2 separate regions of the Callithrix jacchus genome follow, and region 2 is linked to region 1. A link is a contact called in public Hi-C data. All regions are on one chromosome and are shown on one strand. The core of a region is the stretch at or near the end of the contact, and the rest is flanking DNA. Distances in the headings are between cores, read along the strand shown.

What was found. A called contact is a pair of places that touch in the nucleus more often than the background predicts.
Region 2: a contact with region 1 is called in a Hi-C map of skeletal muscle, with 8 times the contacts expected there. The contact joins two enhancer-like sites. A contact is called at or near these places in 2 of 3 Hi-C or Micro-C datasets (both in skeletal muscle).

What each region holds. Positions count from the first base shown.
Region 1 is chr7:59,176,691-59,181,935 of calJac240_pri, reverse strand. No RefSeq gene overlaps it. Among named protein-coding and RNA genes, the nearest start is that of ZBTB40, 29 kb to the left of the region's middle. Within about 2 kb of position 2,200, at least 1 of the 16 cell types and tissues checked has an H3K27ac peak or open chromatin away from gene starts, as enhancers often do. A contact at or near this core is called in skeletal muscle, where this site is marked.
Region 2 is chr7:59,257,490-59,262,734 of calJac240_pri, reverse strand. ZBTB40 (zinc finger and BTB domain containing 40) reads right to left here. Exons shown (of 18, transcript XM_009000597.4): 4 at 369-561. Among named protein-coding and RNA genes, the nearest start is that of ZBTB40, 51 kb to the right of the region's middle. Within about 2 kb of position 3,039, at least 1 of the 16 cell types and tissues checked has an H3K27ac peak or open chromatin away from gene starts, as enhancers often do. A contact at or near this core is called in skeletal muscle, where this site is marked.

The DNA.
Region 1 (5,245 bases), core at 951-3,450:
CAGACCTAGGATTTCAGTAGAGGAGTCTTGAAACGGCCTTTCTGAAGCACGAGCCGGTGTGCCCACTCTCCAGGGGCAGTGTGGCAACTGCAGACAGCCCAGTCAGCAGTGCTCACGGCCAGTCACTAGCCTGTCCAGGCTCACTCCAGTCCGTTCCCCATCCAAGGGCGCCATCTCGTGCCAGCCTCAGGGTTGCCAGCTGTATGTGTGGCTCCAGCAAAGACAGGGATCTGAGGAGGGGTCCAGAGAAGTCTGGACTGCTGGTCCCCTTTCTGGCCCCTGACAAGAGCTTCCTTCCCTATTTCCCAGCCATAGCTCAGCTTCCCTTTTCCCATCCATTTCTGCCTTCTCTCACTCTCCATCGATGCTTATAATGGCTTGCTAAACAGCACCCATCACACACCTGCAGCCTCTCCGAGCCCCTGGAGAGGCTCGGAGAGGCTCGGAGAGGCTGCAGGTGTGTGAGAAACAGCATCGAACCAGGAATCAGACACATTTATTTTGAGACTAGGGAAACCATTTGCTGACTATATGCTCTTGGGGGAACTCGTGTGACTTTCTGCAGCCATTTGCTTTGTAAGATTGTAACAACCCCTGGCTTGCACATCTTGAAAGAATTGTGGGGAAAAATTGGTGTCACACACAAAGGTGCTCTGGATATCGTAAGTGCCCTGATAACATAAGTAATGTTACAGTATATTGTTAGATAGCATCTCTAATAATGCAGTTTATCATTAATAACTGTCATAACAGACTGGGCGTGGTGGCTCATGCCTGTAATCCCAGTACTTTGGTAGACTGAGGTAGGTGGATCGCTAGGTCAGGAGTTCGAGATCAGCCAGGCTAACATGGTGAAACCCCATCTCTACTAAAAAATACAAAAATTAGCTGGGCGTGGTGGCAGGTGCCTGTAATCCCAGCTACTTGTGAGGCTGAGGCAGAAGAATTGCTTTAACCCAGAAGGTGGAGGTTGCAGTGAGCCGAGATCACACCATTGCACTCCAGCCTGGGCGACAGAGTGAGACACTGTCTGAAAAAAATAAATAAAATAAAATAACAGTCATAACAGTGACACTTCCTGGGCACCTAAGACCCCGGCTCTGACCAATGACCCAGAGATGCCAAGAGTTTCCTGCCTCCACTGTTTGCCTCTAACGTTTAGACCCAGAGCCCTCTAGGCCTCATCTCTTTAGTGGGGATGACAGATACCAGCCTCCCTTCTCATGGATATTAAATGAAATAAGTGTGAAGCACCTGGCAACTTTAGCTTTTTTTTTCTTCTTTTTTTTTGAGACAGAGTCTCGCTCTGTCCTCCAGGCTGGAGTGCAATGGTGCAGTCTCGGCTCACTGCAACCTCTGCTTGCCTGGTTCAAGGGATTCTCCTGCCTCAGCCTCCTGAGTACCTGCGATTACAGGCACATGCCATCACGCCCGGCTAATTTTTGTATTTTTGGTAGAGGCAGGGTCTCACCATGTTGGCCAGGCTGGAGCTTTAGAATCTTGACACACATTCTAGTTAATATTTCCTTCAGATGCAGCTGTAATCTCAACTGCTTCCTTTTAGGAAGCAATGTGAAGAAATGGAAATTGCATGGGGTTTGTAACCAGACAGAAGTGACTTTGAATAACGGCTGTCACCCATGTCATCACTGTGGAACTCTGGCAGGTGTCTTCACCTCTCAGAGCCAGTTTCTCCCCACCACGAAACAGGGATAAAAATAGAATCAATCTCCATGGTTGGGCTTGGCTGACATTGCTTTGTAAAGTGCTGTGCACGTTTCTGTCACTGCCTGGTTACCAGCTAAATGGTAGCTCTTACGTATTTCTTCCTCCTCTTTCAGCCACAGCATCCATCTATTTACCCACCCATCCACCGGTTTATCCATCCATCCATTCATCTGCTAAACTTCTACTGTGGGCCGGATCACAGGCTGAGTTGCTGGAGATGCAAAAATAATGAAGACATGAGTGTTGCTCTAGGACTCTGCAGTCTCCTGGGGGAGATAGCAATAAAAAGAATCACTTCCATTTTCTGAGCATCTACTATGTAGCAGACACAGTGCTAGGACTACACACATCCTCCCAGTAAATCCTGGGGAACTGGACCCCAGAGGCCTTGCTCTCAACCAGTGCTCTCTTCTCCCTCCTGGACCGACTAGTCAGGTAAACATACTGTGTCTAGGTGGGCAGGGCTGTCGTGGGGGTCTGAGAGAGGCTGGTGGGGCCCGAAGGAGGGAGTGATTGGCTCCACATGGGAAGAACTGGGGAGGTGGGGGCAGTCACAGAGAGCTTGCAGAGGAGGTATCAGAGAGGGGTGTTCTGGGTGGCTGGGGCAGAGGGCAGAGGCTTAGAGGCACAGAGCAGCAGGGAGCCTTGTCTTCAGGGGACACTGATCGCTTTGGGAGGGAGGGTTGGCATGTGGGAGGGAGGGTGGGAGCAGATGACGTTGGGGAGGTGGGAGTGAGGGGCCCAGATCATGGGGTACCTCGGTGTCCTGGCTCTGTTGGGCAGTTTGGGCCTTGTGCTTTGAACGTGTGTTTTAGAGTGAGGTGTGAGAGGGGCTGATGTAACCACCTGGGAGGAGTAAGGAGGCTGGAAAGAGGAAGCCAGTGATGAAGGATTGGCCATAACCTTGTCCTGGACAAAGAGCCATGGTTGAAGTAGGTGCAGAGGAATCGCCAGGTAAGGCAGCTGTGACAGAGTTGATGGTGAGTGTGAGAACCTGGGCCACCCCTCCTTTCCTGTCTAAGGATTATAGACATCCTAGATGTAAGTCTTATAGACACCTACCAGGACAGGGAATCCCAGAGGAAGAACAGGGTTTTGGAAAAAAAGGTGGTAAATTAATTTTGATGTTCAATAAGCAAATCAAAGTGCTGCATTCCAGGCAGTGCACTGGACACCTTCATCCAAACCCAGCAGTTTAGTATGCGCCTGAAACCATGCCCACTTTACAGACGAGGAAACTGAGGTCCAGAGACATTCAGCTGCTTCCCAAGATCACGTAACTCATGAGTGGCAGAGCAAGGATTTAAACCTGCATCTGCCTGGCCCCAAGCCTGGTGTGAAAAGGAAAATCACAGAGGGGTTTTCAATGTTCTCGTCATGAAACTCGAGCCTGATGATGTCCAGCTGCTAAAGCAGGGCCCTCGGAATCAATCCAGGAAGGTACTGACCATGCTCTTCAACCTGGTCTGCTCTTGGCCCCAGAAAAACCCCCTGGGGTTTCAGCCCTTTTCTGAGACTCAGCCTTGGCTAAGCTCATCTGGGCCAGAGGGGCAGGCTGACCCACAGAGGGACAGTGTGAGGCACTGACTCGCCAGTCCCTGGCCAGGCTACCCCGTCTCGTGGAGCCTCCGATGTGACAGACAAGAGATACAGGTGCTGGGGACTGATTTGCCAGTTTGGGGTTTGATGAGAAGATGAAGTGAGAGAAATAGAAGAGAGAAAGATGCGTGCTTGTGGCCCCTCAGAAGTGAACCAATGAATTAGAGGCACCAGACAGTAATAAGAGCAGTAGCAGTGGTTACCGTGTTTGGGGGCTGCTTCCTATGTACCAGGCCTTTTTTACTTCATGCATTATTTAGTCCTTACAGCAATCCGGAGGCATTGAGGATTCAGCTTCATTTCACAGAGGGGGAACTGGGGCAGAGAGGTTAAGTAACCTGCACAAGGTCACACAGCCATCAAGAGCTGGAGTGCCCATCACCATCACTCTTCTGCCTCAGCCCCTCCTACTCTACCTGGGGTGCCTGGCAGGAGAAAAATGCGGAGCCGGGAGGTGCAGGGCTGGTGAATCCAACCTCCCTGAACTTCCCACTGGCCCTGAAGGGGCAGATAGGGGACCTGAACTCTGAATACATTCCACCCTGACTCCTCACATGACCTTGTATTATCTGTCTCCAGCCTGGATTTAATAACCTTTGGGCAAGGAAAATGTTCATTTAGATGGTATTTCTGTTGCATTCCAGATTGGAATGATGTTATTCTAAGAGTCCTGGGACAGAAGGAGTATTGGAGGTGTCAAGGGGCTGGACCGGTGAGGACAGGAGTCGAATGAGCCCCTGATCTGTGTTCCTCTCCTCGGGGTTGCAGCCCTTTGAGACATCCGAGTGTCCCTCCTGCTCCTTCAGCTTCCCTTGCTGCTGTGCAGAGGCCACTGGAGGGCGCTGTCTCCTCACACTTCTGGCCGAGCTCACCTCTGATGTCTGAAACACCTCTGGAGGCTGGGGAGAAACTGGGGGCCTGGAGCCAGTACCTGGGAGGCCTCTGGACACAGCTGGACCCACTGAGGCCACATGGGACCAGGAGGATCTGAGTGCCTGTGGAAGGAGGTGCCAGACCTCCTTCCAGGAGTCAAAGCCCTGCGCTTCAAATGTTCCCCAAACCAGAGTGGGTTTTGTTTTGTGTTTTGTTTTTTGACAGAGTCTTGCTCTGTTGCCCAGGCTGGAGTGCAGTGGTGCGATCTTGGCTCACCGCAACCTCCACCTCCTGGGTTCAAGCAATTCTCCTGCCTCAGCCTCCCTGAATAGCTAGGATTACAGGTGCACGCCACCACGCCCGGCTAATTTTTGTATTTTTAGTAGAGAGGGGTTTCACCATGTTGGCTAGACTGGTCTCAAACTCCTAAACTCAAATGATCCACCCCTCCTCAGCTTCCGAAAGGGCTGGAATTACAGGTGTGAGCCACCTTGCCCGGCTAATTTTTATGTTTTTAATGCAGAAGGGGTTTCATCATGTTGGCCAGGCTGGTCTGGAGCTCCTGACTTCAAAAGATCTGCCTGCATTAGCTTCCCAAAGTGCTGGTATTACAGGCATGAGCCACTGCACCTGACCTGCCAGAGCAGCTCTTGATGGTTAGCACCCTCAAAGAATCATCCAGTAACCCAAGGAGAAGATCATTTGGCAAGGGCCCCGTGTGACCTTCAAACTGGCATAGGCACTGAACTGTTCCTTACATTCTCACAGCAGCCCCATGAGGTAGGAATTATTATCCTTCCCATTTCACAGTTGGGAAAACCTAGGCTCAGAGAGGCGCCACGGCTCACTGGGTCACCCAGCCACTGGGTGGTTTTACCGGGAATTCAGACTCGGGTCTGTTTACCTCCACAGACTTGCTGAAACCACTGGGCTGCCCCGCACTACCCCATGCCAAGTTGGGAAACAGTTTGATGTGTGATCCACTAAAGCCCCTCTGGCTGAGGTTTCAGATGAGTGGCCTTTATTGCATCCTTTGGAGGTGTGG
Region 2 (5,245 bases), core at 1,790-4,289, 80 kb before region 1:
TGGTTGGCAAGGCCACTGCTTTCTACCTAACCCAAATGAGAGAAACCTCAGCCTTTAAGTGCTGTCAGCGAACCAGTCCACCCTGGGCACTCAAGTCATTGATTTGGATGTGTGGCTTTTTGAAGGACAGGAGAACATTGATGATATTCTCCAACTTCAAGGTGTCAGACTAGTTAACTGTGGGATAGAAATGGAGATTCAAATTTAGTTGGTATATATTTAACATGCAGCTTCTGGAATTAGATATGAAACTTATGTGAAAACCACTTAATAATTAAGCCACCAAAGAAATGTATCATTGGAACGAACTTTATAGCACCATCCCAAAATAAAATCCCGCCATTCCAATGGATAGGATCTTCTCCTACCTTTTGGCTGCACTGTATCTACATCTTCTGGCTTCCTGTCTAATAGTGCTGTTTTTACTGCAGGATTAGAATCTTGGTACAGCCTCAACAGGGACACGACCGTCTGAACATCCAGGCTCTCCTCTCTTACTTTACCCAGGATTCTCTGGAATGCTGAATGTTCTCCTCCACCCTCCAGACATTTCACTATAGTCTATGGAACAAAAGGACCCAGAAAGATAGATTAGCAAACCGCAAGAACCACCTGCTCCTTGCATTTGGCAAACAAAGCCCTCAACAGTTTGATTCCTGCCTGCTTCTCCTGCAGCTCCTCACCCACTTCCCCGGTGGCAGTTCCAACAAGCCCTGGGGTCCCACGGTCCTACCCTGATCTTCTGGAGGACTCCAATTCCACGACTCCATGCACTAACCTTGCTCAGGGGCTACCTCTGCTGGGAGGCCTTTCCTGGCCATGGACCCTACCTCCTCTTCACTGCTTTTAATTTGACATTTGTCACACCATAATTATTTTTTTTTTCCTCCTACTAGACTTCTTAAAGACAGGGATTATGTTTTCTAGGGCTCTGTATGCCTAGCAAATAGCATAGCCTGGACACAGTAGGGGCTCAGTGAACTTTTAACAAACTTAATGTACTTCTTATCTAATTATACCTTTCTGAATCTTATGGCATTTTAAGCATTTCATTGGCAAGGATGTCTGAATTTAAATTTAATGAACTGTCATTTTATTATTTGAGAATGCAATTAAAATCTCACAATTTAGGAAAAAAGAATACCTTAATCATTTACATTATAAATGACAGACTATTTAAAAAGACATGGGCCTTATTAATTTTAGATATAGTCTGTAACAATTAAGGCTAACAATGTGTTGGCTTGTAGTTGCCAGCTGTAAGAACATATGACTCACATATTAATTACCCCATGTGAATGACTGCTTTCAGCCTGAAGGGGCTTCGCAGTTTCTTCCCCTAACCAACGTTTATATAATGAGCGTTGCCTCTGGCTTTGTGCCACTTGACCTTTCGGTGGCATTTGGCAGTGTTTCTGTATCACAATTCTCTTCTGATTTCAGCAGCACTGAAGCATTTGGGATAAGAACTTGCCTTCCTGACCACTCCTGTTCAGTCTTTCCCACTAGTTCTTCTTCTAAATCTATAACCATTAACAGCACCTAAGACTGGTCTCAATCCTTTATTTTTTTCTCCTTTTATTCACTCCCTTTTGAAAAGCTCTCACGTATCTGGCTTTAACTGTCACCTTTATGCAAACTACTCTGAAAAGCAGCTCTAATCCTGCACCTTTCAATCCAGAGCTGCCACACACTTTCTGCTGTACACACCTTATCCTCCAGAGGTCTCAGGGGTGCATACAAAACCAAACTCATCATCTTGACTCTTCTAGACCCTTCTAAGACATCAACAACCCCAGTGGTAAAATAAACAAAATTAGCATTCCTTTCTTTCGTCTGACAGAACATCTTTCATGCAAGTGCGAGGAAGGTCAATTGGAAGGTAGGATTGATATTTCTATTTTAGCAATAATGAATTTACTTGAAAAAAATCTGGTAACCAAAACTGAGTTTCATGGCTTTATGCTACAATCTACCTTTGACGTTTTTAGTGTCAAGATTATAAAATAGAAAAAATTTCTAAGAAGGGTCTTTAGAGAGCAAAAGGTTAGTTTTCTACACATCTACACGTCTCCTCACCACACTGAAGGAGCTCATGAATACTGTATCAACACAGCAAAATTTAGCTAGACAGCGGTTATTACAAATTCTGGTAGTAATTATATGTTTAAGATTTTTATTTAGAGAGATTTTCTCCTTCTCCTCTCCTCCCAAATAGGAGCTATAAATGAGTTAGACCTTGCGTGTCTTGGCTTTGCTTTAGCTTGCTTCCTAATCACAGAATGCCTGTGTAAAGAAAGCTAAATTAAACTTTAAAGTTTCCTGTGTTTTTTGGTCATCTCCAAAAGTAGACATGGACAGAACACAGTTTAATAATCCATATCAGCATACCATTAGTGTAAGTAACTTCTGAGAACGTAAGGTAACTCCTCTTCTACTGAAAAAATAATAAGTAAGAAATGAAGACATCAGTTGAATGCTTAATCCCCTTAGGCTAAACTAAATCAACTTTTCACACTTTTGTTAGCTGGCTTGAAATCTCTTTAAAATGCCTTTTCACTGACAGCAGTAGGGATCCCAAAGCAGCCTCTAAAATGGATCCCAGTGATACCTGACTCTGGATATTCATGCCCTTGGATTGAACCTCATGCTTTGCTTCTGAGAGAGAATACGGTAAAAGTTACAGGATGCTACTTTTGAGGTCAGGCTGGTATGACTTCCATCTTGCCTGTGTGTTCTCTCTGCCCTTGCTCTGGGAGTTGCAAGCTGCCATGTTGTGAGCTGCCCTACGGAGAGGCCCATGTGGCAAAGAACTGATGTCTCCAGCCAACAGTCAGGGAGTAAGCTTGGAAGTGGATCTTCTGAAGCCTGCCAACAGCCATGAGAGTGGGATTAGAAAAAGCTACTCCCCCGGCTGAGCCTTGAGATGCGGCCCTGGCTGACACCTTGACTGCAGCCTGTGAGCTGCTGAGCCAGAAGACTCAGCTAAGCTGTACCTGGATTCCTGACCTACAGGAACTGTGGTAATAAATGTTTGCTGTTTGAAACTGCTAAGTCTGGAGTGATTTGTGATACAGCAATGGATAACGAATACAGAGCCACTCGCTGCTAACTGCCTCAGTAAATATGCTTCTTCCTATTTTCCCTTTCCTTCCTGCCTGCCTTTTGTGCATCTCAATTGATACAGCATATAGCTCTCTCATTCTAGCCTAGGCCAGGCCTTTTTTTCCACCTGAAACTCTCCGAATATCCCCAATCCACATCTCTCAGTATCCAATTTGTCCGGCATTATCATTTGAGCCAGTGGGGAAGAGAAGTTTTCATCAGTGGTGGCATTTGATATGCTTCTCATTATCCTCTCTGCTGTCTCCCTCTCTGCAGAACTACTCATCAGTGAAATTAAAACATTTGTTCACTTCATTGCTCAACAGTGATGCTAGGGTGACCATCTGGGAAGAGAACCACGGGAGGGCTGACGAAGGGCCAGGAGAGGGTGGTTAGCTGCCTGCACGGCCCTGCTCTCTCTGCTTTTTCTTTCAGAACCTACTGGGAATCTACACCAATGACAGCACTATAACAGTTACTCCATCAGGCCCCTAAAGCTGCCTAGGGATCCACAATGGAATAAGCAAGCCCTTAGCTGCAACAGTTTCTCTGCCTAAACAGAAGGGTGTCACATATAAGGATAACCAGGGATTCACCAATTACTATCATGTAACACAACTCCAAAAGCTGAACCAAAGCAGAGTTCTGTTGAAAGAGCTAAGTTCTTTAACCATACATTTGGAACTAACTCTTGACTCTCAGGGTTAAAGGTACTTCAACAAATTCATGTTAATGCATGGTCATAGAAGTAATCAAGTACTCTACCTATGAGTGAAATATAGGTAAATATATTTCAAGAGGAGACCATTTCTTTTCCCTCTATAGATGAAAAACCATTTAATCTTTCCCTTAACTCAAGCCTTTTAACTGAGTTTACCTATTTACCCCAATTGTTTGCCTACTACCTTCAGATCTGCTTGAGTGACACTATATTCCTGTTCACTTGGGCCTCCCTTGACTGCTGAGGGCCGGGTGATGGCAATAATGATAGAGACTACAATCGCTCAGCATCATCCCGGACACCGTCGCATCTACCTTCCCCCTCACGCCAGGCCTGGGCAGCGTTACCACTACTACTTTAGATGAGCTTCAGGGAGGTTAAGTAACTTGCCTAAGGTCACAGGTCTAGTAAGTAGAGTAGCTGGATGAAACACTGTTCATTCCATAGGCCTGGCATCCCTTTCACCTAGCTCTACCTCCCAGATTTAAGTATAATCAAATCTATTTACACTGGATTCTATTAGACTTAGCGGAGTCAATAACACTTTTGAACACTGGGTAGTATGTAGACAATCTGTATCAATTTTCTTGGTTTCAATGAATATAAAGATTGGTGCACAGTAGATGCTCAATAAATGTTTAACTGAATGAAATTCCCTTGCCATAAAACCATTAGCTCTTCTATCTATGGCTACGTATCTTAGGCTTAATAATTAACAGAAAGAAGACTTGGAAAAACAACTTATTTCACCTTTCATAGGCCCGTAAAATGAATCTCCTTAATTCCCTCTCAAGAGGGCAACACAACCTTGTCAGTGAACAGAGCCCTCAAAACACAGACGTGCACTACTTGACAAACCTCCAAAGTAGCGACACAGCTGAAAACATCAGATTCACATAGGAGAAGAGACTCGTTTGCCTTTGAAATAAAGTTGAAGGAGAAAAAAATGCTACTAGGTCTTCAGCTTTGGGAGTCTTTGTAGATTGTTAGGTGAAGAGTGGATCAAAAGTCGCAGAAATCCAATAGTAGACAGTCATCTCCTTATTTTAGTCGCAGACCCACTTTGCTGTCTTCACAATTAATTAAAAGCAGAGACACAGCTAGGAATAAAGAAGGAAGACAATTCCAGCCTTCATCTTTCTCCTGTGCTGGATGCTTCATGCCACTGAACATCAGACTCCAAGTTCTTCAGCTTTTGGACTCCTGGAGTTACACCAGTGGTTTGCCAAGGGTGCTCTGGCCTTTAGCAAAAGACTGAAGGCTGAACTGTCAGCTTCCCTACTTTTGAGGTTTTGGGACTCGGACTGACCCACCACTGGCTTTCTTGCTCCTCAGTGTGCAAACGACCTATCATAGGACTTTACCTTGTGACTGTGTGCCACTTACCACGCCTCTGACCACTTTCTGTTGAACTGCACC